Linked DNA regions of Mus musculus: regions 2, 3, 4, 5, 6 and 7 are each linked to region 1. A link is a contact called in public promoter capture Hi-C data. All regions are on one chromosome and are shown on one strand. The core of a region is the stretch at or near the end of the contact, and the rest is flanking DNA. Distances in the headings are between cores, read along the strand shown. Region 1 holds the start of Cenpc1 (centromere protein C1). Region 2 holds the start of Tecrl (trans-2,3-enoyl-CoA reductase-like). Region 3 holds the start of Dck (deoxycytidine kinase). Region 4 holds the start of Grsf1 (G-rich RNA sequence binding factor 1). Region 5 overlaps Rufy3 (RUN and FYVE domain containing 3). Region 6 overlaps Rufy3 (RUN and FYVE domain containing 3). Region 7 overlaps Enam (enamelin).

What was found. Promoter capture Hi-C pulls out the DNA fragments that hold promoters and counts their contacts.
Region 2: a contact with region 1 is called in a promoter capture Hi-C map of hippocampal neurons, with 4 times the contacts expected there. The contact joins the promoter of Tecrl here to the promoter of Cenpc1 in region 1. A contact is called at or near these places in 2 of 39 promoter capture datasets (cranial neural crest and hippocampal neurons).
Region 3: a contact with region 1 is called in a promoter capture Hi-C map of pre-B cells, with 12 times the contacts expected there. The contact joins the promoter of Dck here to the promoter of Cenpc1 in region 1. A contact is called at or near these places in 11 of 39 promoter capture datasets (the C10 cell line, the HPC-7 cell line, erythroid cells and 6 more), 4 of 484 Hi-C or Micro-C datasets (CD4 T cells, LSK cells, memory CD8 T cells and 1 more), 4 of 115 datasets of contacts at active chromatin or transcription factors (astrocytes, bone marrow-derived dendritic cells, embryonic stem cells and 1 more) and 3 of 9 other capture datasets (adipose tissue, embryonic stem cells and liver).
Region 4: a contact with region 1 is called in a promoter capture Hi-C map of pre-B cells, with 10 times the contacts expected there. The contact joins the promoter of Grsf1 here to the promoter of Cenpc1 in region 1. A contact is called at or near these places in 4 of 39 promoter capture datasets (the 3T3-L1 cell line, embryonic stem cells, hippocampal neurons and 1 more), 2 of 484 Hi-C or Micro-C datasets (CD4 T cells and CD8 T cells), 3 of 115 datasets of contacts at active chromatin or transcription factors (astrocytes, kidney and large pre-B cells) and 2 of 9 other capture datasets (adipose tissue and liver).
Region 5: a contact with region 1 is called in a promoter capture Hi-C map of pre-B cells, with 5 times the contacts expected there. The contact joins the enhancer-like site here to the promoter of Cenpc1 in region 1. A contact is called at or near these places in 6 of 39 promoter capture datasets (the 3T3-L1 cell line, the HPC-7 cell line, cranial neural crest and 3 more) and 2 of 115 datasets of contacts at active chromatin or transcription factors (astrocytes and bone marrow-derived dendritic cells).
Region 6: a contact with region 1 is called in a promoter capture Hi-C map of liver, with 3 times the contacts expected there. The contact joins the enhancer-like site here to the promoter of Cenpc1 in region 1. A contact is called at or near these places in 7 of 39 promoter capture datasets (the 3T3-L1 cell line, frontonasal cranial neural crest, hippocampal neurons and 3 more) and 2 of 115 datasets of contacts at active chromatin or transcription factors (bone marrow-derived dendritic cells and large pre-B cells).
Region 7: a contact with region 1 is called in a promoter capture Hi-C map of pre-B cells, with 4 times the contacts expected there. The contact joins the enhancer-like site here to the promoter of Cenpc1 in region 1. A contact is called at or near these places in 5 of 39 promoter capture datasets (the C10 cell line, the HPC-7 cell line, cranial neural crest and 2 more), 2 of 115 datasets of contacts at active chromatin or transcription factors (bone marrow-derived dendritic cells and large pre-B cells) and 1 of 9 other capture datasets (liver).

Annotation. Positions count from the first base shown.
Region 1 is chr5:86,063,972-86,067,010 of GRCm38.p6, reverse strand. It overlaps Cenpc1 (centromere protein C1), which reads left to right and starts at 1,428. Exons shown (of 19, transcript NM_007683.4): 1 at 1,428-1,683. The coding sequence starts at 1,666.
Region 2 is chr5:83,353,570-83,356,608 of GRCm38.p6, reverse strand. It overlaps Tecrl (trans-2,3-enoyl-CoA reductase-like), which reads left to right and starts at 1,414. Exons shown (of 12, transcript NM_153801.3): 1 at 1,414-1,836. The coding sequence starts at 1,609.
Region 3 is chr5:88,763,533-88,766,571 of GRCm38.p6, reverse strand. Dck (deoxycytidine kinase) reads right to left here and starts at 1,559. Exons shown (of 7, transcript NM_007832.4): 1 at 1,226-1,559. The coding sequence starts at 1,316.
Region 4 is chr5:88,674,619-88,677,657 of GRCm38.p6, reverse strand. Grsf1 (G-rich RNA sequence binding factor 1) reads left to right here and starts at 1,487. Exons shown (of 10, transcript NM_178700.5): 1 at 1,487-1,900. The coding sequence starts at 1,547.
Region 5 is chr5:88,643,519-88,646,557 of GRCm38.p6, reverse strand. It overlaps Rufy3 (RUN and FYVE domain containing 3), which reads right to left. Exons shown (of 18, transcript NM_001289774.1): 14 at 2,394-2,490; 15 at 957-1,021. Among named protein-coding and RNA genes, the nearest start is that of Grsf1, 31 kb to the left of the region's middle. Within about 2 kb of position 1,422, at least 6 of the 459 cell types and tissues checked have an H3K27ac peak or open chromatin away from gene starts, as enhancers often do. A contact at or near this core is called in liver and pre-B cells, where this site is marked.
Region 6 is chr5:88,592,543-88,595,581 of GRCm38.p6, reverse strand. The region is part of intron 1 of Rufy3 (RUN and FYVE domain containing 3); the gene reads right to left. Among named protein-coding and RNA genes, the nearest start is that of Gm42107, 29 kb to the right of the region's middle. Within about 2 kb of position 1,636, at least 32 of the 459 cell types and tissues checked have an H3K27ac peak or open chromatin away from gene starts, as enhancers often do. A contact at or near this core is called in liver, where this site is marked.
Region 7 is chr5:88,498,328-88,501,366 of GRCm38.p6, reverse strand. It overlaps Enam (enamelin), which reads right to left. Exons shown (of 10, transcript NM_017468.3): 9 at 2,701-2,751. Among named protein-coding and RNA genes, the nearest start is that of Enam, 12 kb to the right of the region's middle. Within about 2 kb of position 1,411, at least 34 of the 459 cell types and tissues checked have an H3K27ac peak or open chromatin away from gene starts, as enhancers often do. A contact at or near this core is called in bone marrow-derived dendritic cells and pre-B cells, where this site is marked.

The DNA of each region.
Region 1 (3,039 bases), core at 179-2,678:
TCAACTGCTTTTTCAGCAAACAGCGTCTGCATGTTGAGCAACTCAAGCATCTTGCCCTTTCATTTTGGTCACAGGTCTTGTTCAAAATTCCCACAAAGTGTCGTGTTGCAACCGAGGACAACCGTCTCAAAATGATTTTCAACGCAGGAGAAAGTCTCCGTTTCAGCCGCCAGGGTCGGCTGACTCCTCTTGGAGATTTATCGAGTCGTAGCTGTTGTACAGTTTGCCTGGACTCTGTAGCTTCCCATTGGAGAATATGATAAATAAGTAAGTTTGCAGCACCTCTGCTGCCCTCTGGCGGATCTGACTGGCGAGCCGGGCAAGCGTCGCTGCAATCATGAGCACATTCAGCTCATATGGAGCCCCATCATTCTAAAATAATCTACACTAAAAAGAGATTTATTCACTTTATAGGTATGATTGTTTTGTCTGCTTGCCTGCGAGGACATCACGTGCGTGCTTTTTGCTAGCTGAGGCCGGAATAGGTGTCAGATCCCCTGGAACTGGAGCTACAAACGGTTGAGTTGCTTTGTGGGTGCTGGGAATCGAACTTTGCTCCTTTAAAAGTGCAGCAAGCGCTCTTGACCACTGAGCCATCGCTCCATCCCTGCAGACTCTCTCTCTTTTCTTTCCTTCCTTCTGTATGTATGTATGTATGTATGTATGTATGTATTTATGGCATTCTGTCTCCTAAGGAAATAGAGCAGCTACAGGCTGCGACCTAGAGTCACGTGGACAGGACAAAATACACATCGGTGTATTTTCCTTGTTTTCCAATTGGGGTCATTACCTTAATTTTCGCATAAGACAGAAGCAGTCACTTTCTCTTAAAAACATTATGTTCGTTCTACTGATATGCATATATAATTTATGCCTTTGCTTCATAAATAATTTTTAAATACTTGAAAAAAGAATAGCATTACTATTTTCAGAGATACTGTATAGATGGGCGGGTTGCAGCTGACGAATCTGCGTAGTGTACTCTGCTCAAAACGCCAGCAATTTCTACCTGTAATCCTTTTTAAGTATTACCTATTAATCCGTAGTAGAACTGCTGGGATGTATTATACATTTATCTCAAGGAGCACAGGTGGTGCTCAACACCTGCTTTCTAAATACGAGCAGTCATAGACGCAACAAACTGTCTGAAGAAAGTAGAACAGGAGAGTCCACACAAAGCCCGGACAAGTCGACCGGCGAGGGGAGTGGCGAAGGGTGAGAGGCGTGGCGACCGGCGAGGGGAGTGGCGAAGGGTGAGAGGCGTGGCGACTGGTGAAAGGCGTGGCGACGGGTGAGAGGCGGGGCGATGAGTGGGAGGTTGAGACGCGGGCGGAAGAGCAAGGCGCGCTGGGCAGGAGGGCGGGGCGAACTGAGAAAGGCGGGTTGATAGGTGAGTAACAGGCGAATGGGCGGGAACAAGAGCCGGAGTCTTTAAAAAACGCCAATTAACGGCCGGCTAAGCTAGGCTTGTGCGCAGGCGTGGCTCGTTTGACTTTTATTCATTTATTTTTCTTGGTGGCTGCTGTTTATTTACGGCTGAGTGTTAAGTGCGGGTCGCGCAGCTCTGGGGACGCCTCCGTCCGCAATCTTACTCTAACCCTCCTGGAACCCTGGCCGGCTTGGGTTTCCCTCTCAGGCCTCCGTTTGACCTAGTGGGCCGGAACCATGGCCTCGTTCCATCTGGTAAGTGCGGGTCTGGATCGGGCCTGCGCGATGCGTCGCTCGCCCTGTGCTGGACCGGGTGCATATCCGGCTTGTCGGGGTGGGGTGGGGTGAGGCTTGTGAGGGGTGCGGAGGCTTGTGAGGGGTGCGGAGGGATCGGGTAGCGGGTGCCTAGTCCCGCCTGTCTGGGTGGGGTGGGGCTTGTCTGGGGTGGCTTAAAAGCTGCACAGGTAACAAATCAGGTGTGCTGGTGTACTGGTAGTGGAAGTAACTGGACTGTTACTGGTTCACGTCGTAAGCTCATCCATCCGTGCCTGCTCCCCCCCCCCCCCCCCGGAAGAGATTCCTTCATTTCTACATTTCAGCCTTTTCCCGTTTTTCAGTCTTCCAAATACTCATGACTATTGTACAAGCCAGTCTTGATGGTCTGGAAAACCTCGAGTATTAATTTCGAAATACTATTTTATGTGAAGAGTCTAATATTTATGGGACACCTGTTAATGATAAAGCTTTATACAAGGCAATCATATTTTAAAAGGTGCCAGCTTTGAATGTTTGATGTGGGCCACGACTTGCCACTTTATGTCTCTTGACACACTTGATATTCATTCCAAGTTTTGTATGATTACTATGCCCTATTTCCTCCCTAACTCAGCAGTTCAATTTATCTTTGAAAGAAAACCTTCGTTGATGGTTTCTATCATGTAGTTGTGTGTGTGTTTATGCATGCTTAACATGTATGAAAAGACAGTTTAGTCGAGCATCGAACTTTTTATACAGAAGAATAACAAGAACCAAGGCGAGATACATCCACCGAGTTACAGTGACACAAAACATAAGGAATGTATACATCAAAAGAAGGCAGGGACCAGGCCACTGCCACTAAGAAGGGAGCCTGGTGTAATGCTAGTCTATTTATTGTTAAGCCCACCACTAGGGGTTCTTAGTAAATGCCTGATTATGTTGTTTCTTTTGGACCTAGTGAAGAAACCTGTCTCGGGGATTCCCTAACTCTTTCATGGTAAACCCACCTATTCCCTAGGCCAGTGTGAATTAGAAGTAAATTTGAATGTTACTGAATAGATAACCTTCTTACTGAATTCCAAGTTTGTCGGCTTCAAGGATTTTTTGGGATGTCGGAACACTGGCGAAGGCTTAGTTATGTCAGAATTCAATCTTTAAAGGCACTTATAATAAAATAATACTAAAAGAGAACACATGGATCCATACACCAGACTAACGTGGGGATAGGGTATGAGTATATGGGTTATGAGAATGCCAAGATACCAGGAGGTTGGGATTCCTTGAAACTCTTTGCCTTGTGAGTGCTTCCAGGCCTCTCGGAGTGTGTGTAGCACCTCCTGATTCATTCTATCC
Region 2 (3,039 bases), core at 165-2,664, 2.7 Mb after region 1:
ACAATGTGAGTTCCAGGACAGACAGGGCTACACAGAGAAACCCTGTCTCAAAAAAAAAAACAAAAAAAAAACAAAAACAAAAAACAAATTACAGTTTGTCTGTGTGTGTGTGTGTGTGTGTGTGTGTGTGTGTGTATGTGTGTGTGTGTGTTGGGTGTGTGTGTGTGTGTGTGTGTGTGTGTTGGGTGTGTGTGTGTGTGTGTGTGTGTGTTGGGTGTGTGGGTGTGTGTGTGTGTGTGTGTGTGTGTGTGTGTGTGTGTGTGTGTGTGTTGGGTGTTGAGATGCCTATGGTTGTCAGAGGACAATTTGCAAGCTTAGTTTACTCAGTTCACCTTGTGGAACCCGGAGCCCTAATCAGCTCATCAGACTTGCTTGTAAGGTCCTTTACTCACGGGGTCTTCTCTCTGGCTTGAGTTTATCGTGAATAGTTTTAAAATTTACTGTTTGTGAAGTTTCTTCTAATTTAATTTCCTTTCCAAACTGATAATTATCATTGATAATGTCTTGTTAGTCAAATTTCTGAGTTTTTTGTTCAAACAATAATTCAGGGTAAACACAGAATTTTCTCTATCTATCTCTCTATCTGTCTATCTATCTATCTATCTATCTGTCTGTCTGTCTGTCTGTCTGTCTGTCTCTCTATCTCTCTCTCTATCTCTCTCTATCTATCTATCTATCTATCTATCTATCTATCTATCTATCTATCTATGCACACACACATATGTGTGTGTATATATATATGGAGAGAGTGTGAGAGAAATAGACCTACATAGGTATATATAATTATATATACATATATATATACATATATATCTGTGTTTCTTTATATATCTTATAATTAGATATATATAGAGATAGATAGATAGATAGATAGATCCATATACCTTATACATATGAGTATATATGTGTTTATATATATATATATATATATATATATATTATATGCTATATAATGTTTACATTTTTAAAGAGTATTTTTCAAATGTATTCCAGTTTGCCTTTTATGTGGTTACATGGTTACAATATATGCTGCCTGCCAGGTTTTTTCTCTATGAACGTTCAATCTTTCTCATTCTGGGCTAAGTTTCTAATTCTGTCACTAAATGAAACTCATCCTATAGCTGACTTTATGTGTATCTTATGACTTTAACTATAGACTCAATTTAACTGTCTTATATAATATTTTGCAGCGTTATGATTCACCCTATATGGTGTCACCCTGCTGGAGTATATTATGTATGAATGAGAACCAGTGTGTAATAGGTTTGAAGATTACTGTATCCGGAACTGGGAGATAATAAAAGCACTCTGTTCTTTTCTGCTTTGGAATTTCAGATAAGAGTACTCATAAGTAACAGAGATAAAAAGAGAAAGCAAGAAATAATTCAAATGCAGAAGGCAATGTACTACTCTGCAGCAGTTCTCAATAGTGTTATATATAGAAATCAGATCGGTCATTGTTTCCCAGCCTGCTAAATAAAACTAGACCGCTGGAATGGCATGCCACTTGACCTCCAGGGCGTCCACAGCAGTGTTTAACAGGCACAAAGGGAGTACTCTTGCAAGTATCTCCTGTTTACATGCCAGATTCCCCTGCTAGTTCACACAATGTTCAAAAGGCACAAGTCCCTGGAACGCAAGAGGGAATTGTTATTCCAGGGACTGCCACAGTCCACAATGAAGAATAATGCGAGAAATTTCCACTCTTTGTCACAACTTGTACTCTCAGCAGGCCCGCTCAAAACTACTACAGCAGTCAAACATTCAAAAACGACTCACTTTGAGATCGAAATACTGGATGCTCATACAAGAAAACAAATATGTATTGTGGATAAGGTAAGCTTTATTTATCTTCTTAAATGTTTCATGTTAGGCTCAAAATTACTAACTTCAAAATTAAATGACAGGACTTTGCTAAATGCATTACTAATCATCAAACTTAGTTCTTGAGTGAAGAAGTTGCCTTATATACTTTTGCTTCATTTTCATATTTACCATAAATAATCATTTCAATTTCTGCTGTATTGCCTATAATCCCTAAGTAAAAACATTTATAATAAAACACAGATTGCATCAAAATTTTTTCTTTTCATGCTTTTATAGCAATAAAATGTACACCATTTTACAAGTGCTTGTAGAAAATAGAAAATAAAAGCAATAAAAGTTAAAAGTATTTAGTATGTGTCCAGATTGTAAACGTTTAATATATTTTAGTATATTGTTTTTGTTGTTTACTTTTCTAAAGCTTTTACCTTTTTAAAGAGCAGTCTTTAAAGTCTTAAAGAATACAGCTTTTTAAATGTCCCCTCTTTCTGCATCTGTAGGCACAGATGTTTCAAGAAGAATGCTGTAATCTGTATATCTTAGATCAGAAAAAAAATGAAGTATGAAAATGTGTTTATTGAAGATTTAAGGGCATGTATCATACACCAAAATGTTTTTCATCTATTTGAAAAGGCAGCAACTTCAATTCATTACAGCATTGATATTTTCAAAAAAGTTATGTATTTTGTTTTATAGAAACACTATTGAATGTTTTTTGTATAAACAAAATATCCAATCACTTATTCTATGTAAGCATACTGCAGGTGGATTGCTAGGTAATAGTACTGTTCACTGCTCTTCATAACTGTCAAAAACATTATATATGTTCAAATTTACTAACTGTAATGGCAGTAATTTACAACTTAAACATAATGATTTACTTTTAGGTTAAAAAACATTAAAATGCTATATTTTAGTGCAGGTCACAAGTAACACTAAGGACATTCTAATCATCAACTTGTATATAGTTGGAAATCTTATAAATCTATATTTCTGTAAGTGAGAAATATGTTTTATGTTAAAGAATATTTGATATATAGGTTCCATATAATCTGTTTCTGTTTAATACAAAAGTCTTTTCTTTGATTTTTTTTCCAACATTGCTTTCAGAAATAGAAAATGGTTATAAATTTTAAGTCTTCTCAGAAACAGCTGACATTTGCAACATTTTCCTATTAAATGTCTGAAAGGATAAAAAGTTCAGAAGAGGTAATT
Region 3 (3,039 bases), core at 310-2,809, 2.7 Mb before region 1:
AAGACGCCCTGAGGATTCTTACTAATAAACATGGCATCGCAAAGAACTTATAAGAAAGGAGGATCTCGGCCACAGAAGTGTGGAGCAAGGAAAACTTGCCCTCTTTGTGTCTCAGCTCGGCTCTCTTGAAGCTTACATCTGCTGACCTTCTTTCTCAAAGAGATGGTGCTTTGAAGGTGGCAAAACTGAAAACATCCGCTGCATACATGAATAGTCAGTACTCAACCTGCAGGCACAAACCTAACAGCTGTGCCAAAACAGGAAGCGTCGGTTGGTTCCCAGTGGTAGGAAATGTAAAAGAATGGGCAATTCAAGCTCACCTTGCAAAATGACATGCACAGTGTAGCTCCCCCAGTAAGGTTAAGGGCAGAAACTCTAAGAGTCTTTAAGCCAAAACTCAGTGCTTACCTGTACGTGGGAAAGGGAATAAAACATTGCACACTATCAAACTCATTACCTGCTTTCCTCATATGTGTAGCGTAGTGTTAGGGATTGCTACAAACGCCAACCCAAATGGTGACAACAAAGATGTGCTATATACCACTCATTGTAATATTACTTTCTTTTTTTTTTTTTTTTTAAAGTATTACACTGGGCCAGGCGTGGTGGTGTATTCTTTTAATTCCAGCACACAGGAGGCAGAGGCAGGCGAATCGCTAGAGAGTTCAAGGCCAACATTGTGAGTTCCAAGACAGGCAGGTCTCAAAAGTGAGACCGTCTCAAAAAAAAAAAAAAAAACAGAACAAGAAATAAAGTTCTGCAGAAATAAACAGCATGGGTGAGTTTTAAAGGCACTCTAGTATACTAAGCAAGACACAGAAAACAAGACACTCTGGTTTTGTTTAGGACATCATGGGAAAACAAAACTGGCAGGGATTAAAACAGAAGCAGGTCAGGGCTTGTAAGGGGATGGGAAGGGAGAAAGAGCTGACTACAAAGAAGCGCAAAGGGAACTGGGGATGTAAATGATGAAAACGGTCTCAATTTTGCGGTAAAACCGCAAGTCAGTGAAGCCTACCTGAAGAGCACACCTAAAAAGGGGTTCGCATACCTAAGTTACATCTCAAGAAAAAACAGTTCCCAACAAAGGGTGCACACTGGTCCAGAGCGCGCCTCACAAAGCCCCCGCTGGCGCCGGGCCAGACGAGCCACCGCGCCGGCGCGAGCAGGGCAGCAGGGAAGGATCCTGGGGCACCAGCACAGCACCGCACCGGGGACACCTTACCGATGTTCCCCTCGATGGAGATCTTCTTGATGCGGGTCCCCTCGGAGCTGGTCGAGGGAGAAGGGCAGAACCTCTTAGGTGGGGTGGCCATGCCTAGCTCCAGACGGCTCGGGTGCGGAACCTGCAGGGACACGGCGGCACGGGCGGCTCCGGGTTGCAGCGTCAATCTCGCGCCGGCGGGACCCGCACTTTGACTTTGGCGCGCGGAGGCGCAGGCGATTGGGCAGACCGTGGAGAACCCGCCCTGACGGCCCCGACTCCCACCCTATACGCCTCGCCCTCGCGGGATCTGCATGTCTGTGGTTCCTCCGGGCGGGCCGGGCGTCCCAGGAGCGCAGGGTAGGGGGCGGGGCTTGTGAGGAGAACCCTGAGAGAGCCGGGCGACTGACCGTGCGCGACGAGCTGTGAGCCGGAGGGGGCGGGGCCTGCGGGATGAGCAGTGGGAGGGCGGGGGGCGGGCCTTGCGCAATGAGCTCATTCGAGGGCAGGGGCGGAGCTTGAGCGAAGCGCCTAGGGAAGAGTAGGGTCAGGCTTTTCTGGACCAGCCCTTTGGGATCCTGTCAGGCTTCGTGGTTTGAACTTTTCCGGGAAGAAAAGTAAGAACTAGTAATTTCAAACTAAGAGCCTCAGTAGGTGTCTCTCACAGAAAACGTGTAGCTGTCCGTCACTGTCTTAAGAGTTATTTCGTTAACCAGCGATCTAGTACCATCCACCATACAGGATAGTGCCTAGAATGAAAGGAAGGGAGGGAGTGGCTACTGGTTTAAAGTCTGGGACCAGAAGTGAGACTGGAAACTGGCATCATAACACCCAAGGTCTCCACTTTAATTTGCATGCTACACCGTGCTGTTTATAAAGTTACCTAACACTAGGTATGTTTCTCAGCAGCATGGCTATGACTTAACATTGCATGTCCATGGCCTAACATGTAATTAATGTTTAAAGTCATATACACATGTTTATACATAGAGATGTACTCTGCACACACACACACACACACAGCATTCTGCTAGGTTGAGCTAGAGAGAGGTGCTATTTAATCAGGGTATAGACCTGGTAAAAAGATTACCCATCTGGAAGTCAGATTCAAATTATCTACAAAAACAAAGGAACTTATTTTTTTTTTAGCGTGTAACTATCATTTGACCTAAAATATGTCCTAAAAATGGACCTAGCAGCGGAGAAATGACGACTTCTACAAAAAAAGGAGCAGGTATTAAAGTGAGTTGTTGGACTGGCTGGATTTAAGGCCCACTCCATGAGATGTAACACATATCTGACACTGCTCAGGTGGCAATCCAAATACTGTTCTGCTACAATAACTGAACAATAAAATGATACCTAGTGATATCCTATAGGTCAGTATCTCTTGTAGCCAGCATCAGAGATGCTTCTTTCTGCAGAACCAAACCCACAAAGGCATAAAGTGCAGAGAGGGAGACCTTGGCATACTCTGCTTTAAATGGGATGTCTCCACCAAAGCCCTCTCCTCAGGGCTCTGGGAACCTTATGGAAAACGATGGGGAAAGTCTAGGAGTCAGAGGCAATGGAGGACACCAAGGACACAAGGCCTTCTAAACCCACCATGACCAACACACACATGAATTCACAGTGAGGCAGCATGCATGTTCCCTGCATAAAGCTAAGCCAGTTGGGGTCCTAGAGCTGAAAAAGTGGACACATGGCTCTGACCCTAGCCCAGAAGTTATTCCAATTGAAAACTGCTTGTAAATGAAAAAATTAGTTTTCCCTAACATACTCTCACTGGGAATACAAACCACTCTTAAGGAGAGATGCCATGCCCAGCAGCATAG
Region 4 (3,039 bases), core at 238-2,737, 2.6 Mb before region 1:
ATGGAAAAAAGACAGATATTTACAATTCACAACAGCAGCAAAATTGCAATTATGAAGTAGCAATGAAAATACTTTTATGGTTGGGGGGGGGGCGCACCACAAGATGAGCTGTTGTAAAGATGTAGCATTCGGAAGGTTGCCAGCCACTGCTTTAGGGTTTGTGTCTCACCGAAGAAAAGAGGAAGAACCTCTTCTACACATCTCGGGTATAAAAGGAACAAGCCGGTCAGGTTTTCTATTCTTTCCTTCTTGGACAGAAATATGTTTTCATTTGTGAAATACCTGGTTTTCTTAAATCTAAAAGGAGTCCAGAGTAAACAAGCCAAAGTTTAAGCCCAACCATCTTAAATGTCTCAAAGGTAACTTATCAGAACGTAACCTTTCAAAAGTCTGTACTGGGGCTGGAGAGATGGCTTATGGGTCTAGAGTGCTGGCTGCTCTTTCAGAGGACCCAGGTTCAACTCCCACCACCTGCATGATGGCTCACTGCTGTCTCTAACTCCAGGGCCAGGGGATCCGATGCCCTTGTCTGGTCTCCGTGGCCACACCCATATATTAATACATTAAACTAATAATAAAAAAGTCCGTATTGTTTTAAGATGAATACCATAGGATGACTGCCATTACATAGTTAACTTAAAAAAAAAAGTTTTAGAGCTGGCACTGGGATAAAGGTGAAACAGTGGAAAATGTAGGCGGTTTCTTTACTTCTGGAAGTTGAACAAGAATTGAATTTCAAAAACTTTGAAATATGTTAAGATTTTCCACGATAGAGAGCCCTATATTGGTCTCCTCACCCCCACGAGGAGGTTGGGGTGATCTAAGCGATTACCCTGCCACGGAACTACACTACCCAGTCACAGAGATGCCTCCTAACCCCACCCCCGCCACAACCAATCAGCCTCTCCTTCATATTTTTACTCTAAGAACTCCCATTTGTCTTTAGTTTTTTATTTTTATTTTTTTACCTTTGACAGGTCCTTGCCACATAGGAGAAAACTGCACAACCACTCATGTATTTATTTGCAAATCTCTACACCTTCACTTGTGACTATATTGTCTAAGGAAGGCTTTATTTTATATAATATATGATAAATATTATATACATATCTCACATATACTATAAAATCAGTGCTTCCGTTCAAAACAAAGTTGGCCTTCTGCACGAATTTTGAGGTTGGGGTATCAACGCCCCCTCAGCGTCGTCCCAAAACGTTTTAGAGCTAGGTAACCCATTCCTTCCGGAAACTTCGCCGGGCCTCGGTGACCCGCAGACCTCAGCTCTAACCTGAGCAGGAGAGCCTGGGACAACTTCCACTCTGGAGGCGCTCAGGTCACCCCACCCACACCCTTACCGGCGGGAAAGCCCCGCCCCGAGGGCGGAGCCTGGGCGGGGCCGCTCGCTCACCTCCGCCTCCGAGCCTCGTCTCAGCCCCGGGTGCGCGCGGCGCATGTGCCCGGTGCCCCCTCCCCCGCCCTGGATTCCACTTCCCCTCCGCTCGCGCCACAGCGGCCACCTCCAGGCCCCGCGCCGCCTCCGGAGCCGATGGCCGGGACGCGCTGGGTGCTAGGCGCGTTGCTCCGGGGCTGCGGCTGCAACTGCAGCAGCTGCCGGCGGACCGGCGCCGCCTGCCTGCCTTTCTACTCCGCCGCCGGCACCTTCCCGTCGGGCGTCTCTGGCCGCCGCCGCCTGCTGCTACTCCTCGGGGCCGCCGCGGCCGCCGCTTCGCAGACGCGGGGCCTGCAGCTCGGGCCTGCGGCCGCCGGGAGGCTGGCGGGTCCCATCCCTGCCCGTCCCTCCGCCGCCGCGGCCGCCGCCGCGTCCTACTCGGCCCTGCGCGCCCCGCTGTTTCCGCGATCGCTGGCAGCCGCCGCGGGCCCGGCGCGGGGTTACAGTCAGGTACGTGGCGCCGCGCGCGGGACCCTCGGCGGCCGCGCGCCCGCGTCGGTCTGTCCGCGAGCGCCCCGCGTGCGCGCCCGGGGATCCGCGGCACGCACCGCACCCCCGCCTCCCTCCCGCTCCGTCCTCCTATTGGGCACGGGAACAAGGGACGCTCTCACGGCCCCGGCTCTTCTTGTTTTGTTCCCTCCGAGTCTGGGCGGTTGGGCAGTGTAAGTGTGGCTGGGGTGAATGTAGAGGCCTTGTTTCCCGCCGGGCCCATGGTAGGTTTTGGGGGCGCCGCCGACGCCCCCCACCCCGACTCCCCCCTAGCCTTATGCCCGCTGGAGGTGAAGCTGAGCGGCCAGAGCCCGCGGAGGGTCGGGGCCGGCCGTGCGTGCGGTGGGAGCGGTAGGCCGGGCGGCTCGGGCCTCCTCGGCCGGCCACCGACGCGCAGCCCCGCGCGCACGGGAGCGTGGGCTAGCCTGGGACAGCCCCCGCGCGTCCCTCTCCCTTGTCCGCGGGGAGAGGCGGGCGGTCCACCTGACTGAAGGTCACCTCTGCAAGTCCACTCGCCTTGACAGAAGGACCTTTGGTGCAGCGGGGCTCTGCGGACGCGGAGAGCTGTGGGGAGACCGTGGGAAACTGGGAGAGAACGTGTGTGTGTGGGGCGGGGGCGTCCGTGGGTGAGGACTTGGGGGCTTCGGTTGTCACTCCACGATCTTTTCCCTTGTTTCCCGTCTTTTCAGAAAGACATTGTAAGAATTCATATTGCAAATATTTGGTCCTCTGTATATGTGGGACATTTCTCTTTTGCGGTTTATGTGGCATCTGGGAAGTGTCTACCTAACCTGGTAACGCCACTGGCCATGTTTATCTTAATTTAGTTTTGCGTCTGCTTGAATTAGTGATATCTGGGTGGTTCATCTGCATGGCTGATGTCTGCCAGTAGCTGAGCTAATTGATTTGAATCCCGGCCCAATACTTTCTGCTGCACTATTTATTTATTTATTTACTTATTTATTTTGTAAAGATGTTTATGGAATTCTGGGGAAACAGAAAGTAGCAGTTTGAGCCCCCTGCCGCGCCTGTCTCTGCTGTTGCCTTTTCTGTTTTTTTCCCTTATCCACTTTCTCTTACATTAGTCTTTTCAAGGCGTT
Region 5 (3,039 bases), core at 173-2,672, 2.6 Mb before region 1:
GGCAGAGGAGGTCTGTGATTGGACAGGGAAAAGGGGACGGAACTAAGAGTTGCAGGGAGAGGGAGTGTCCCAGAGGGTAGGGAAGAGAACCAAGATTGTTTCAGATGTGTACCTGCTTTTATTTTTCTAGAATGCTCTATAGTTGGATTGCCTTTGTCAGGCGGTAGCATTATATTTTTTTCTCTAACATGGTAAAATTACTGTTAAAAAGTCAGGGCCTATGCTTTTCTCTGTTTTTCTTCTGAGACAGGATTTTTTTGTGTATCCACTACCGCCCAACAAACCTATGCTTTTTTTGTTTTCTACCCCCAAGACAGAATTTTTCTGTGTAGCCCTGGCTGGCCTCAAACTCACAGAGCTCCACCTGCCTCTGCCTCCTGAGTGCTGGATTAAAGGTGTGCACCACCTTGTCCAGCGCCTATGCTTTTCATAGTAAGCAGATCAGATGAAAGTTAAGAAACAGGGATGAAGGAAAGCTGAGATCCTTACGGGAAAGAAAAAAGTAAGGCATAAGGGAATGAGGGTATTCACCTCCAACTTAGCAGGTGCGTGGAAACAATCACACTAGTGTTCCTTTACAAACTTAAGAACTATGGAGCTTCATGGTCTTCAGATTCCAATTTAATACACACACACACACACACACACACACACACACACTTCATTTTTTGACAGGTTACCAGTATAGCCCATATACCAGTTGGCGCTGAATTCACCTCCTCCTGCTTCACGTATCTAGTGGCTGGCAGGTGTAGGTATTACAGTCAACTGATATAATGTCTTTAAGTGGTAATTTAAGGGGTTAATCATGGCAGAATCCCAGGACAGGCTGACTGCCCTGTGATCCAGCTGCTGTGCTGTGTGGTTTCCCTTAACTGCCTTCTACTTTATATAGCTCAGTGGCTGTTCACCAGGAGCTCCCTTCCCACCACTCCAGAAACTCGCATTACAAACACCTGTGGCTTTCTTCCAGCGGCTTCTTTAGTTTAACGTTTTCCTCTTGGATTCTGTGCTTCCCATCCTGCCAAAAGAAAATAATAGCTCAGCCATTAAGTCTTCGGGACACTAAACTGTGATACCATCACAGGTTTCCTCGGCCTGAGGAGAAAGTGCTTTCCTTACCCCCACCCCCCACTTCCCTTCCCTTCCCCTCCCTCCCTCCCTTTCTGTTTTAGAGAAAGGACTTAATTTCAAAGCAGCTTTCTCATACTCTACACCAAGTAGTTATTAAATAATTTTGATACAGTTTAGAAGTAGATATTTCTGGAGCATTTTTTATTTTCTGAATTTAAACAAAATCCAAAGGAATGTCCTCTTCAGTGGGCTCAAGAGAAGTCGGCTCTTGGGAAAAGTACCTGTCTTGACTTTTCTCTGACTAGCTGTATGATCCTCTGAACATTCACATAGCTGCCCCACTGCCACGGACTCCAGCCTGTACTCAAGTGAGTTTCCTGGTAGAAGGGCAATGGCCCCAGGCTGGCAAGGCAGGCTTGGGTAGTTTTTAGGTCAACTTCTGTGAGAAAATATATACACACATACCACTGCCTGCTCTGAACTGCTTCCCACCTATTCTCAAAGGTTTACCAAGTTCTTAGAGCAGTCAAATATCAGGGAAGAGAAGTTCTACTTAGGGCAAATCAAGACTGAGGACCTTGCAGCCTGCTTGGGAAAGTACAGCCAGCCAGGCAGACCTCCTTACACCCTTCAGATTTCCATGCGCTCAACTAAGTAGTGAGGAGCACATGGCACGGCTGGTCTGCACATTTCCACCAGTAACGTGTACAGTGTAACTACTTTCTGCTCATTACTCCACTGTACTGCAGCAAGTTAGCAGCTTGTTCTCTAGAAAATGGAAAAGAATTCCCCACGTCGTTATCCATATTAATACACACAAAGGCGCTTGCTCTCTGACTGAAGTGTCTCATGCTTTTTACCCCGCATCATTTCCAGAGGACGGTGCCATAGACCATCTTGCAGAACTGTGGCTGCTCACCCCTGCAGGTGCTAGAGACCTTTCAAGACTGAGTATAAAGTTTTATTCTCTTCTTTAACCATTCTACATGCCATTCCCTTCTGTAACTCTAGTTTCTTCTCTTCCTCAAAGGACCTCCTTGCATATGTTCATTCATGTATTAGGACTCCAAGAAATACATGCTTATTACAATGCCATAATAGTTTTACTAAACAGCAGAGGAAAGGAGTCACTTTTCCAACCTGAGCAAGATCACCTTAGAGGTGAGCTCAGGATCCCACTGTCCTCCCACCCCAGCCTGCTTTGCTGTCTGCAGTCGGTAGAGCAGTTAAGCAGTGGGCCGCGAAAGACCTGGCGGACCCATCAAGCGGCTCACAGAATGTAAGTGGAATAAAGCAAGCGAGCGGGGAACACACGTTACCATGCGCAGCTCTGGCTTCTGGGCCCCCTTCCCTGGGGTGCCCCTGTTTTGTGACTTCCTCTCCTTTTCTTGTTTCAGTTCTAACTCCAGCTGAGTCCTGGTGAGATGGGAGAGGAGAGAATGAAAATTCTGATTTCTGTAGTCATATATTCTAAAGAATGCCAAACCTTGCCCTTTAAAGTTCAGCAATTGAGTTTTAATGCCTGAGGAATTCCCAGAAACATATGGACAACTGAGCTGGAAGACAGTGGAGCACAGTAGGACTACTGATGCCCTAACATGTAAAGGCAGCTTACTCCTTTTGTGGCAATTCAGAACGCATGGTAGGAGCACCCGGGTCAGTAGGGCAACTCTTACAGTAACTCCTAACAAGGAGTTGCAGTTTCCTGGGTGAAAACAAGCTGCCTGCAAGCGAGGAAGAGCGTTTTGAGTTTTAGTAAGACATCACGTTATCTGGCTGGTCTCCAGGCATGGGCTCAGTTCCACACAGCCCACGCCCAAGCCTTGGGAGCCCTCGCTGTCCTTGGTCAGTCATGACTTGTGAGATGGCCCATGAGAGTACTTAGGGTTAGTCAGAGAAACGGGGTTTAAAAGGAACAGTGTAGTCATATACTAGCTTAAAATGTGAACCACGATACACTGTACC
Region 6 (3,039 bases), core at 387-2,886, 2.5 Mb before region 1:
GGTTTCTCTGTATAGCTCTGGCTGTCCTGGAACTCACTTTGTAGACCAGGCTGGCCTCAAAATCAGAAATCCGCCTGCCTCTGCCTCCCGAGTGCTGGGATTAAAGGCGTGCGCCACCACTCCTGGCAGTAATCGCATTTTAAAAATAATTTAAAAATTATTTATCATTGTGTGTATACGTATGATACATATAGGGACGAATCCTGAAGTCAGGGACCACTCTGTGGGGTGAGTTCTCGTCTTCTGAAAATTGAACTAGGGTCTCCAGACCTATCTGTCCACTTTTGCCTACTAAGCTATCATGACAACCCCATAATATTCTTATTAATTTATTTATTTCTCTGTGTGTGTATGCTCATATGTGAGTGCATGTGTCATGGCAGACATGCAGAAGTCAGAGGACAACCTGCTGGACTCAGTTCTCTCCTTCTGCTATGTGGGTCTTAGCTTATAGGCTGCCAGGCTTGGAGATGAGGGGCTTTATTGTGGAGCCATCTTAATGGCCTGTGATAACATTTTAAGGGGCATATGAACACAGTCTGTTTTAAGTCAAGAGGTTAATGATAAAACTGTATAAGGACCCCAAATTAGGGAGCAGAGCAGACTAAATCTTTCCCTGCCTATTTCTCTTCATGGATAAGGAATATAGCAGGTACTTATGTAGCCCGGCGGATATTTAACCATAGCTGGTAAGCGGCTTGTCCCTAAGCTACACAGTAACACTGCAGCAGCAGCAGCAGCGCTCGGGTGGATACAGAAGCTTGGCCTTGACGTGAAGACCAAGCCCCAGAAGACAAAATGAACCCCCAAAGCTGTCCTGAATTTCATGTGTAAGCTGTGTCATGTGTGGTATGCATATATGCACATACATATAAATAAAATAACTTTTAATGTGCAACTTTTCCTAGTAATGGTAATGACACCCCTGTCAAAAAGAAAGGAGATGAACCTGGCGCAGAGTGCAGGTGGATGGCCCAGCACTGTTCTCCCAGCCAGCACTTGGGACTCTGGCAATTTCATCTAAGCATCAGCACTGCTACAACAATCTGAAAATGATTCGTATTTCAGAGATGAGAACGGACGACTTTAGTTATCTGTGACACTGAGGCTGACAACCCAAGGAGGGCTCATGTGAACTCTTGCACTCCATTCCACCCGGTGAGGGGTGGGGAGTAGTGAGATGGATGTGTCCTTAAGAGCAATCACAAAGACTAGAGTTCAGGTCCCAACATCTGAGTAACCAGCCTACTGCCACACCCCACCCCGCCCCACCCCGCCTCACTGTCTCTCCCTCCTGCTCTGACACAGCTGATCTCCTCTTCTGTCTCTTGTGCATACTCAGGACACATTCCATACATTCACACAGACACACAAAAAGACAGACAGATACGCACACACATATGAAATTAATGTTTTCAAATACACAAGGGAAGCAGGCACCATGGTACACAAACACACCTATAATCCCTAGCACTTGGTAGGTGGAGGCAGGAGAACATGGCCAGGCACTGTCACAAAACAGAACAACCAACTAAACAAAACCAGTCCATTTTTAAGGCCCGCATTAAAGATTAACACAGAAGGTGTGTCAGCGGAGAGCAAACCGCTTAGACTCTGCAAAGAGCCACCAGAGTAGACAGCAATGCAGGAGCACCCGCCGGAAGGACAGGAAGCTTTTCAGAGAGACCCAGAACCAATCTACCCACCGCAGCGGGGCTACAGGGGCCAGTTCTCCACCAGCAATCCTGGGAGCTTTGGAACTGGAATACAAGTAAAAGCCACTGACATTTCTCATCCAGACTTAGGATTTTATAGAACCCCAGAGGCTAGGACGGTAAAAAACTTACCTAGGAGGGTGACCTGCCGTACTGCTCTCCCGGCAGAACAAGAAAAGATGAACTTTGTCCAGAGCACTTTGCCCCGGCTTTCTGGCATGGAGTTCACAAAGACTGCCTTGTGTAATCACTACTCTGGGAACCTGACAATATAAAACCAGGACCAACTGCTACTGGGGCTGATTGCAAAAGATGTGTGTTAGTATGTGTGTGTGTGTGTGTGTGTGTGTGTGTGTGTGTGTGTGTGTGTCTGTGTGTGTGCGTGTGTGTATGTATGTTCGATACAGGGTGATGTGTATGTGCATGTATGTGTTATTGTAGGACACAGTTATGTGTATGTGTGTGTGTGTAGGACAGAGGGCGATGTCCTCTATTATTTTCTCTTCTTCTTTTCTGAGACACTGGCTCGCCTGAACCCAGAGCCCCCTGTTTACATTAGAATGACTGCGGAGAGCTTCATCTATCCATCCATCCATCCATCCTCCCATCTCTCCTCTGCCAGGGCTGGCATCAGATGCCTACCATCGCACCCAGACTGAACACAAAATCTGGAGACACAAACTGGTCCCAGGCTCCCAATGCAAAGCACCTTATCCACGGTGCCATCTTCCAGCCCCCAGGGGTTATTTTCTGAACACCCAGGAAGGCAGTAGATGCAGGATATCCTAGCACTTGGAATGGAGAGAAAGGAGAAGCAACTTTGAGGCACTTGAGCTACATGAAAGATGCCACCACCCCTTTTCCTCCTCCCAAAGTTAAGGCTGTGCTGAGTCCATCTTGGTGTACACACCCTGGCCACTGGGTGCTTCCCACACAGAACAGCAGTGATATATGCTCACAGGCACAGCAACCAATAAGCATGTCATTGTGACTTTTAACAGAAACGTGGACAAAAATCCTGGAACTGTGAGGATGGAGAAATGACTTTATGGTTCTGGGCTTAACCCCAGCGCCTACATGGTGGCCTACAAGTGTCTATAATCCTAGTTCTAGGAGATCTGATGTCCTCTTCTGGTCTCTGTGTGCACTATAGCCATAAGGTAGATGCACAGACATACATGCAGGCAAGATACTCACATGCATAAAACAAGAATTAAAAAAGTATCTAGGGCCGGGCGTGGTGGCACACACCTTTAATCCCAGCACTCGGGAGGCAGAGGCAGGTGGATTTCTGAGTTCGAGGCCAGCCTGGTCTACAAAGTGA
Region 7 (3,039 bases), core at 162-2,661, 2.4 Mb before region 1:
ACAGGCTTCTCATACCATGACAGCCTACACTCTCCTCTAGATGTTCGAGGCCTCTGTTCTACCCTTTGGTGCTGAGTAGTCTCTCTAGCCTTTAGGCCCACATCCTGAACCTTAGGGTTAAAATGCTTTTTGATCTAGGATCTCACAGTATGAGACTATTGCTTAGGCTTTGAATGTGTGAAAACCCCCATGCTTGAGCCCCTGAGTGCTGAGGTTACACATGTGAGCTACAGTGTCCAAGTTAACTGTTATAATTCTTGATATTGTATCTAGTTATTTATTTTTGAAATAGAGCTTTGCCATATAACCCTGGCTGGCCTGTAACTTGCTATGTGGATCAGTGTCGTGCAAAACTTGCAGGGATCCTCCTGTCTTTGCCTTCAGAGTGCCAGGATTACAGGCAGGGCAACATCATGATTAATAGTTTTTGTTTTTGATTCCATCCCCTTTTCTCCTCATTTCTGTGCTCTCATTTTACTCTCCTATGTTGCTGAGCCTGAACTTCAAATATGGATACATGCTTTTATTTCACAAAGGCAAAAGCCTGTCCTACAGTTCTTGCCGAAGGTCCAATGAGTAAGGCTCCAGACTCTTCCAACTGAATGCACCCAGAACTGGGTTCATCTCCCCATAAACGTCATTATCCTGCATCTAAGGAGCATTTTCTAATCTCAAACCCAGTTGCCCCAGCTTCTGCTTTCTATCTTATTTCCCCAGACAGTTAATTACCAAGTCCAAACGTTCTATCTGAACTTTCAGCCTTGCCCTGTCTTTTTTTTGCCTACCACTCCCAAACTATTGACATTGCTTTCTCAGTGACCACTGTATGTGTAATCTTACTTTACTTTATGATTTCCATCAGAGTAGGAGACACTAGGGGTCTGTTTCTGGGAATGGAAACATTTTTCTCTTTAAATATGTGTTCAGAATTGCCTTTCCCTTAAAGGATAAACTATAAATTCTTTAGCATAACAGAAAGCAGAATGCCTTGGTGCTATATACATGTGCAATGCAGGACTTTCTACAACTTTTAGGGCTATAACTGTTGGCTAAATTCACATTATTCAATTGTAATATGGAGACAATAATAATAGGATAGTAAAAACCATACAATTTGTCCTGAGAGTCAAATGAGAATATATCTATATCTTTCTCTAGATCTTCATATCTGGAATTTTGTTTCTAATAAATGCTACATATTGAACTAAACATTTTAAAACTTTTACAATCATCTGAGTCATGGCCATGACCTTTAACCTTAGTTCCTCTTCCTTAAACTTTGATGTGGTTGCAAATTGCCTCCGCTGTTAATTCTCTTGAGTCTTTGCACATGGCCTCTCCCTATCTAACTGTTTCCCACCTACACCCTCAGCCCTCCCAGCACACTTGACTTCAAGATGCAGCTTGAGTGCCACAGCCAGGTGCACCTGGCTCCTGGAACAGTGCTGGACTCAGGCTCTGCTGCTCATGTCTGCAGCCTTCGGCTGTGGTTACCAGCGCAGCAGGTTTGACTTGCTTATTTCACTGGGCTCCTCCCACTTGACATCTCCATGGGAAGCTTTCAAGTAAAAATATTGTCTTGCTATTCTAGTTTTCTAGACCAGTGGGAAATACTTAATAATTTTGAATTAAATTAACAACCTATGTGATTTTTTTAGACGTGTGTATCATTTGGTTATTTAATTTTTCCCCTGTGCTGGTGATTAAACATAGGCATGGTAGTTAAGTCTTCTACTACTGAGCTATATCCCCAGCCTTAGTTTTCCCAAGAGATAGGACACAGATTTAAGCCTATGTTTATGTCTGAATTACTCTGTTTTACTTGCTAAATTTTATGAAAATCTGAAGTTCTAGTTTCTAAGTAAGGGTATTGTATACAATGGCCTGAGACACTCTTACGTGGGTATTTTATAGTGATATAGTATTTTAAACGTCCCGTGATATTATTGAAATAATATTTCACCACCATTACTTTAGTGATACCTTGCTCCTTCCTCCTCCGGCAAAGGTGTACATTTCTGCCTTCACGGAGTGCATGCCACATAGCTAGAGGTAAAGAGTAAGCCAAGTCCAGGGTGGACCACGAGAACAGTTTATTTGCTGACATACTAAGAATTGGCATACTGGGCATACTTGATTACTTTCCTGGAATATAGTAAAAATGGTATCGTATCATAAGACTTGGGTTTGGTCCAGTTTATCCTGTAACCCAAGAGGAAAAATTGGATATTAATTTATGTTCTCTGGATTTCAGTATTTATTCAATGAGATATTTAGACAATAATGTAGTTTCCTGTGAAGAGAATATTCTAAGATGATCTTAATTTCTTTCTGTGTGTTTCACTTTCTAGGGTTCACTATCAGGTTTGCAAAGAAGCTAATAGTTTCCACAGCAAATCTGTGTACAGTCTTTCAATCCATGTAGAGGGATTATGCACCATGGAAGTGGTGCTGGGTTTAGGGACAAAGCCACGCAGCTGCCTGCTGTGCTGAGACTAGGCCGGTGCTGCCACAACCAGCACTGCATCACACTTAGTCACACTACTGGCTTGATTTTATTTCACTTAAAAAAAAAAAACTTGAGAGCTCGAGTTAAAGACGTTTTTAGCGATGGTTTTAAGTTCTTGTGGCATTGGGTTAAATGATAGCAGCTGATAGACTATAGTTCTTAACCAGGGTGACAGAGCCACTCGTACTTACTCCTTCTTCATTGCTGAACTTTGGCCGTCCAAACGCTGTTGGTGGTCCCCTCTGAAAGATGAAGAGCACAGTGAGCAAGGAACCAACCACTTTGCTTTCTTCTCTTTGTTTTAAAGGCAGGATCTTGTTTTATATCAGGACCATTATGGATCTGGGCTGTCCTTGAGTTCTTGGCAATCTTCCTGCCTCAGCCTTCTAAGTGCTGGGATTACAGTTGTGCACCATTAGACTGGACTAGAAATGTGTATGTGATTGTATGTATATGTGTGTTTGTGTCTATGTGTGCGTGTTTGTGTGTGTGATTGTCTGTGTATGTGTGTGTTTGTATGTGCGTGCATA